2 separate regions of the Astyanax mexicanus genome follow, and region 2 is linked to region 1. The links are chromatin contacts, called in public Hi-C maps. All regions are on one chromosome and are shown on one strand. The core of a region is the stretch at or near the end of the contact, and the rest is flanking DNA. Distances in the headings are between cores, read along the strand shown.

The links. Hi-C and Micro-C count contacts between places; a contact is called where the count stands out from the background.
Region 2: a Hi-C map of muscle shows a contact between it and region 1, with 20 times the contacts expected there. The contact joins two enhancer-like sites. A contact is called at or near these places in 2 of 3 Hi-C or Micro-C datasets (both in muscle).

What each region holds. Positions count from the first base shown.
Region 1 is chr15:38,318,274-38,321,236 of AstMex3_surface, reverse strand. It overlaps ascc1 (activating signal cointegrator 1 complex subunit 1), which reads left to right. Exons shown (of 11, transcript XM_022670356.2): 10 at 378-451; 11 at 2,211-2,496. The coding sequence ends at 2,327. Among protein-coding and RNA genes, the nearest start is that of anapc16, 9.0 kb to the left of the region's middle. Within about 2 kb of position 1,571, the one cell type or tissue checked has an H3K27ac peak away from gene starts, as active enhancers do.
Region 2 is chr15:38,358,121-38,361,411 of AstMex3_surface, reverse strand. The region is part of intron 6 of dnajb12b (DnaJ heat shock protein family (Hsp40) member B12b); the gene reads left to right. Among protein-coding and RNA genes, the nearest start is that of dnajb12b, 9.6 kb to the left of the region's middle. Within about 2 kb of position 1,626, the one cell type or tissue checked has an H3K27ac peak away from gene starts, as active enhancers do.

The sequences.
Region 1 (2,963 bases), core at 322-2,821:
GTAATGAATTCCACTACAGCAATATCTGAACCAGTAGTAATAGTGATATTACTATTATCTTTAATTGTAAATAAAGAATATAAAATATAAATATAAAATAAAATAAAATGTGCAACATGGATGCATAAGCTTAGTGATATATACAGGTGTGAAGACAAAGTGACAGTGCCAGTGATGTTATAATGTCCATCTGGTATAGCCTGAACTATGGTCAAAGCCAGACCTGTACCAAGAGCTCTTAGAGTAACTATGAAATATATTGTTTTATATATTTGCTAGTATTATCCAGCCCTAATAAAAAAGGAAAATGTTGTGGTACTGTTGTGGCAGCTATCTGTAATTCTTCTGTTATTAATGGGGAGTTTTCTGTTTCTCAGCGGAGGATAAAGGAGGCTCAGGACGGCAGAATATGAAAGATCGAGAAGCTTTTGATGCCAGAAATGTTCTGGAGGTAAGACCTGTTAAGATTGAACACACTCTTAAAACCCTAATCTGTGTCAGTAAACACACACAGACACACACACACACACATTTTAATGATTAGTGCTGATAAGGATACAGGGAGGTTTGGTGCCTTCAGCAAGGGCACCTTAACAATGGATGCTGGTCCTGGGAATCAAACCATTGAATAAAGATCTGCATTCTCGAGGGGGCCCTTCACAAAATCTTGCAGCAAGAGACTAAATTACAGTGTCATTATAGAGAGTGGCCAGTTAACCATTCCAATGAATGTGGAAGCAGGACAAAAACATACATGTAGAAAAATACCACAAATTATTTAACTATGCAGCAATTGCCATACATTATTTATACAGCTCTGGAAAAAAATTTGACCACTTAAAAAGTATGCGTTTCTTTGATTTTACCAAATTAAAAACCTCTGGAATGTAATTAATAGGAAGATGGATAATCACAAGCCATCAAACCAAACTGAATTGCTTGAATTTTTGCAACAGGAGTCGGACTATGGGTCAGAAAAGGTTTTTACATATTTATGTAAAACATCTTTATAAAAACATCACTTAAAGTCTTCATTCCCTTCTCTTGCAGTTAAATATTTTAGCCTATTATCCAATATTAACACTGATTACTGTAAAATTAGTTGGAATTGTTGTTAAATATAATTGATGGTGACAGATGATAATAATATGAAAGAGTAAGTACACCTTTTTCACCGTTTCTGTGAGAATTTGAAATAGTAATGGTTGTTTTGAAACATTTTCTGAGTCTAAGAAACATCCAGTCATATTATTTTGCATGCAATGTCCAGAAATGTGAAATAGTTTTCGTAGAAATTCTATTGCACAATCTCATTACACAGAAAATACATACCCAGCATACACAAGTTGTGCAGGTCTCACTAGAATTACATTCCTGTTGCAAACCGGTGTTTGACTTGTGCCTAATACCCCCTGCTGGCTGTACAACAGTATTACAAGTTGTTTTTTACAGCCCAAACAATCACACACTGTTCACACTGTGATTCAGTCACAGTGGCGTAACTACTGGCAGCACAGGTGTGGCAGTCACACTGAGGGGCCTGTAGAGTGGGGGAGGTGTGGGAGTCCAATGTCTTTATTGCACTTGTTTGCTACTCTTATATACTTAAACTGTACCCCTATGTCTTATGGGTAGCTATTATATCATACTTCAAACAATAGCCTACGTTAGAACCCTAATTAAACAGGTAATAATTAAGCAGATTAATTGAAGTTTTTATATTTAGTGAATGTCAGTTATATGGCGAGGGTGGTGCTATTTATTTTAGGTAGGGAGGCCATAGGATCCACTGTATGATGTCGGTAAGAGTCAGTTCAGTTCAGTCATTATCCTGTTGACTTGTTTATTCACATTTTGAAAGGAGAAATTCGTGGAAATCTCTGACAGAAGAGAACATACACTTGCTTTTAGCGAAGTAGTGTTTATGTATGTAGAGAGTCTGGAACTGATCCAGCATTTTAACATACTCTGCATGGTTTGTGTGGAAGCAGTATCTGGTGTGTTGAATTACTGGGAAGCCTGCCAGAATTTACTGTTTGCATTCATTCACATAGTTTGCATACAGGCACGTGTGCTCACGGTCACGTACTGTATGTGTTTGGTTACTGCACGATGGGTTAAAAGTGGAGGTCAGATTTCAGATGATGACAGTGATGGAGTGTTTCTTCTTCTCATTTCATATATGTGATCTCTGTCTTTCTCTTTTTCAGATGTTTGGAGAGTTTAATTTCGGAGCATGCGAGCTGAACTCAGTGCAGCTCTCTCAGAGGTTTTCATCAGACTGTACAGGATATTACTGTTCATCAGGACATGTTACCTTCTCCTGAAATGCTGCTTCGCTTGTGGAACAAGATAAACTCATACTGAGTCTTCTTTATTATGAAGTTTCCCACCATTGTGGGGTTTGAGAGTTTGTATAATAAGCATGGTTCACTGGGTTACAGTACTAGTTTTATGTATTGATTCAGTGAACGAATAAAAACGTCGTCTCACTTATGCTCTGACTGATCTTATTTGTGTAATGCTGTTATATTTAGAAAAAAACAAATTTATAATTGCAGACTGGGGGCGTTTTCACACCTGAAAGTCTGGACCAGAGTCTGCACCGATGTTCATGTCTTTGTTACATTGCATATACATCTTTCTGTCAGAATCTGACTTCCATGTGCATATCACGCCCCCCACAGTAGAATAAGTGTTTCTCCTCAGATTGCTTTTATTTCTGTTTATAAATAAGGGTTAATTTACTGTTACAGTAAATACATCTAATACATCTAATGCAAATAAGCTGGGGAGCCACAATTTCCTTCAATCTCGCTGCTGGCCAGCAGCTGTTCAATAAGATGTATGTTCTAGTCTTCACACTTCGGTGTATTCACATTTAACCTGTTTTGTAGAAACAGAAATACAGTTAAAACATTGGCATCAGAGCAGGGCTGTACCGACCAGATACAAAATTAAAC
Region 2 (3,291 bases), core at 377-2,876, 40 kb before region 1:
TTTTCCCCAGATTTCACAAAAAAAGTGAATGATCCGACATTAGGGATAGCAATCACAGGGCAATCACCAATACTGCTACATGATTCTGCAATATTTGGTATATCACAAGACAGTTTTCTACAATAATTCATGTGTTCTTGAAGATGATAAAATACTCCTAACTAAAATACTCCATTATAGCTATTACAGATTTCACAGAATTTGACATCCAATATTCTTCACTGCAGGTTTACCCTATTCAAAACTTATAACTATATTATCATATATAGTACAATGTTTCAGAGCCATAGTATACATAATTCATCACTCATATATTCTGAACCGTATTTTCTTAAGTATATATTTACAAGGTTTTTATGGTAAAAAAAAAACAGGAAAAGATGTGGAATTAAAAAAATAGCAATCTCCAGGCCTGGATAAGTTTTGGACAAATACAAATAACCAGAAAGGTTTGGAAAAGTCATGGAAATATGGTCTCAGAGTTAATTCAGTAATTTAAGCCTTTCACAATGGAGCTCTCAGGATCTGACACACATTTTACCATTATTAAAGATGGCATGTCAACATTTTATCTGATAAATATATACTATATTATATACATTTTAATTATATATTTTTTTTATTTTATTTTTCATGTCTGCACTGATGTTTTTAAAATCGTATGGTCATGAAAATTTGCCTTGAAGGCATGGAAAACTCATGAAAAAAATCATGGAAATGTGTTGGTTAAAACTCGTTTTGAATTTGACGTTCAATCTTCTTTACTGCAGGTTTAGACTTTTTAAAGACTTATAACAATATTATCATGTATGATACAATGTTTCACACCCCTATTGTACATAATTCATCACATCAATTTCCAGGCCTGGATACGTTTTGGACAAATAACCAGAAAGTTTTGGAAAAGTCATGGAAATTTGGTCTACAAATCTTTGTGTTTTAGTTTATGGATGGAGAAAATCTATTTTGAGCTAACAAATACGTCATCTCAGAAGTTAGATCAGTAATTTAAGCCTACACAATGGAGCTCTCAGGATCTGACACACTTTTTATAATTACAAATTGTGTGTCATTCATTTTAGGCCTACTATAATCAATTTTGAGTGTAGTTTTAGTTGATTTTTGGTTTTATTGTCCATGTCTGCACTAAGGCATGAAAAAATCATGTACATTTATTAGTTAAAAAGTGTTTGAACCCTGTATTTAGCTTGTTTAAGCGTTTCTTCACATCATAAAATGAACTAACAGAGCAGTTCTCGGGACCTCAGTTTACAGATCTTTCTCAGTACCAGCTTATCCCTGTATTATTATTCCCTATATAATCAGAACCAAACATATTTCACAACTCTTAAATCTACTTGTAAGTCACTCAGCTGATTTGACTCTATTTTAGTAAGGCTCCTTTAATGGCTGAGTAATGAAACAAAAAAGACAGAAAGACAGAAAGAAGGAAACCTGAGTGTGGAAGGGTGTGAAATCATCTCTAACTGCTCCAGTGGGGATTGTGGAGCAGGATTGAGGCATTAGCTTGAGACTTATTGATCACGCCTGTTCACTCCAGGGAGCTGTGGTGCGGCTGTGTGGACGTGAAGCCCGTGTAGATGTGTGGTGCTATCAGTCAGTGCAGGGTTAGTGTGCTGACGCCTTCCCTGACGAGTGTGCTGATCAATAGCTAATCACATTCAGCAAGTGACCAGAGCGTTCCAGCTCCAGCAGAGCTGATCAGTCCTGCTGCTCACATACAGCATCCAGCCCTCTAATCTGTAGGATGTGCAGTACTACACAAAGCGTATTGATGACCAGCAGGCTGATGATATAGGCCATTTAGCAAATATATTCTCACACTCTCGCTGATAAAAATGTGGGTAAATGTGGGACTAATTGGTGCGCAAGTTGATCACTGTTTCGAAATTGAATCCTGGTCATGCAGCTTGCCCTCAGCTGCTGGTGCCCCAGGAGAGCACAATTAGACTTGCTCTCTCTGGGTGGGTAAATTGCGCTCTTAAACCTCATCACTTCTAGGGTGATGTTCATCAGTACAAGGCGTCTGTGAGCTGATGTTTCAGAACCAAGCGCACTGTGATGCTACTCGGCAATGCTACTGATCAGCAGCAGTTAGAAAAGAGACAAAGGCTGACTTCACATGTATCAGAGAAGGCATGTTCTAGACCGTACCCTCTTTATGTTGTCCATATGTTGTGGGGGGGGGGGGGGGATATAGAGCTGAGTAGCAGCTGAATGGGTGGGACAGTTGGCCTAGCTAAATTGTGAGAAAATGGGAAAATATTAAAATAAAAGTTTTTTTTATAATGAATAGGACTGATTCACACACTGTGTGCCCTTATGAATGTGAAATCTGCTATGTGTAGTCATATATATCTGTTACAAATATGTGTATGTGTGTGTGAACACAAATCCACATATACCCTTCTTCCAGGCCAATTTTGTCTCTTACAATTTACAATATCAATAAAAAAATAAAACAATATCAGTCAAATCAATCAACTTCACTATATTGCCAAAAGTATTTGCTTGCCTGCATTCTCACTCGCATGAGTTTGAGTGATATCCCGTTCTTAATCCTTAAGAGACTACTGTAATGTCTACCAACTCTTTGCAGCTTCAGCTCTACTAAAAAAAAGGCTTTCCACAAGGTTTAGGAGTGAGTTTATGGGAATTTTCCCCATTGTTCCAGAAGTCTAACTCTAATTCAAATTCTAATTCAAAAGTGTTTAAATCTCTGTAATCAAAGCATAATATGTCTACTTTAAGCTTTAATGTCTTCAATAATACATTTACAATGTAAAAATACCAAACTTTTGACTGGTGCTGTTTAAAAAAAGTGCATTGTCCTCATAAAGAACTTGTAATTTGAACTCTGTGTCCTTGGGACATCTTGTCACATGGTCTTAAGGAGCCATGAGGAGTTTCTGACCCCTGAACTTTCCCCTTAGTCTTTGACTAATCGTTTCAGGAGTGGACTTCAGGTAAAGAGTTGCACCGTGATTGCTCAGTCAGACTTTCTCCACCACTCCTCTCCCTGCAGAGCGTGATATTGATAGTGAAAGAAAGAGACCTTGCTCAGAATGGTCAGTGCTGGGTCATGGTATCACTCTGGGGACATGACTTTTGCACTCTTCGCTTAGAACCTGACTGCCTGTCACATGCATCTTGTGCTGAATGAGAAGACTTGCAGAGGCTTACAGAGTTCTCTCTTGCTTGTAGATTTAAGCAGAAGTGCATGAAGAGGCACTATTTTCACTTGTCTGTTCACAATCCTAACCAGATGAA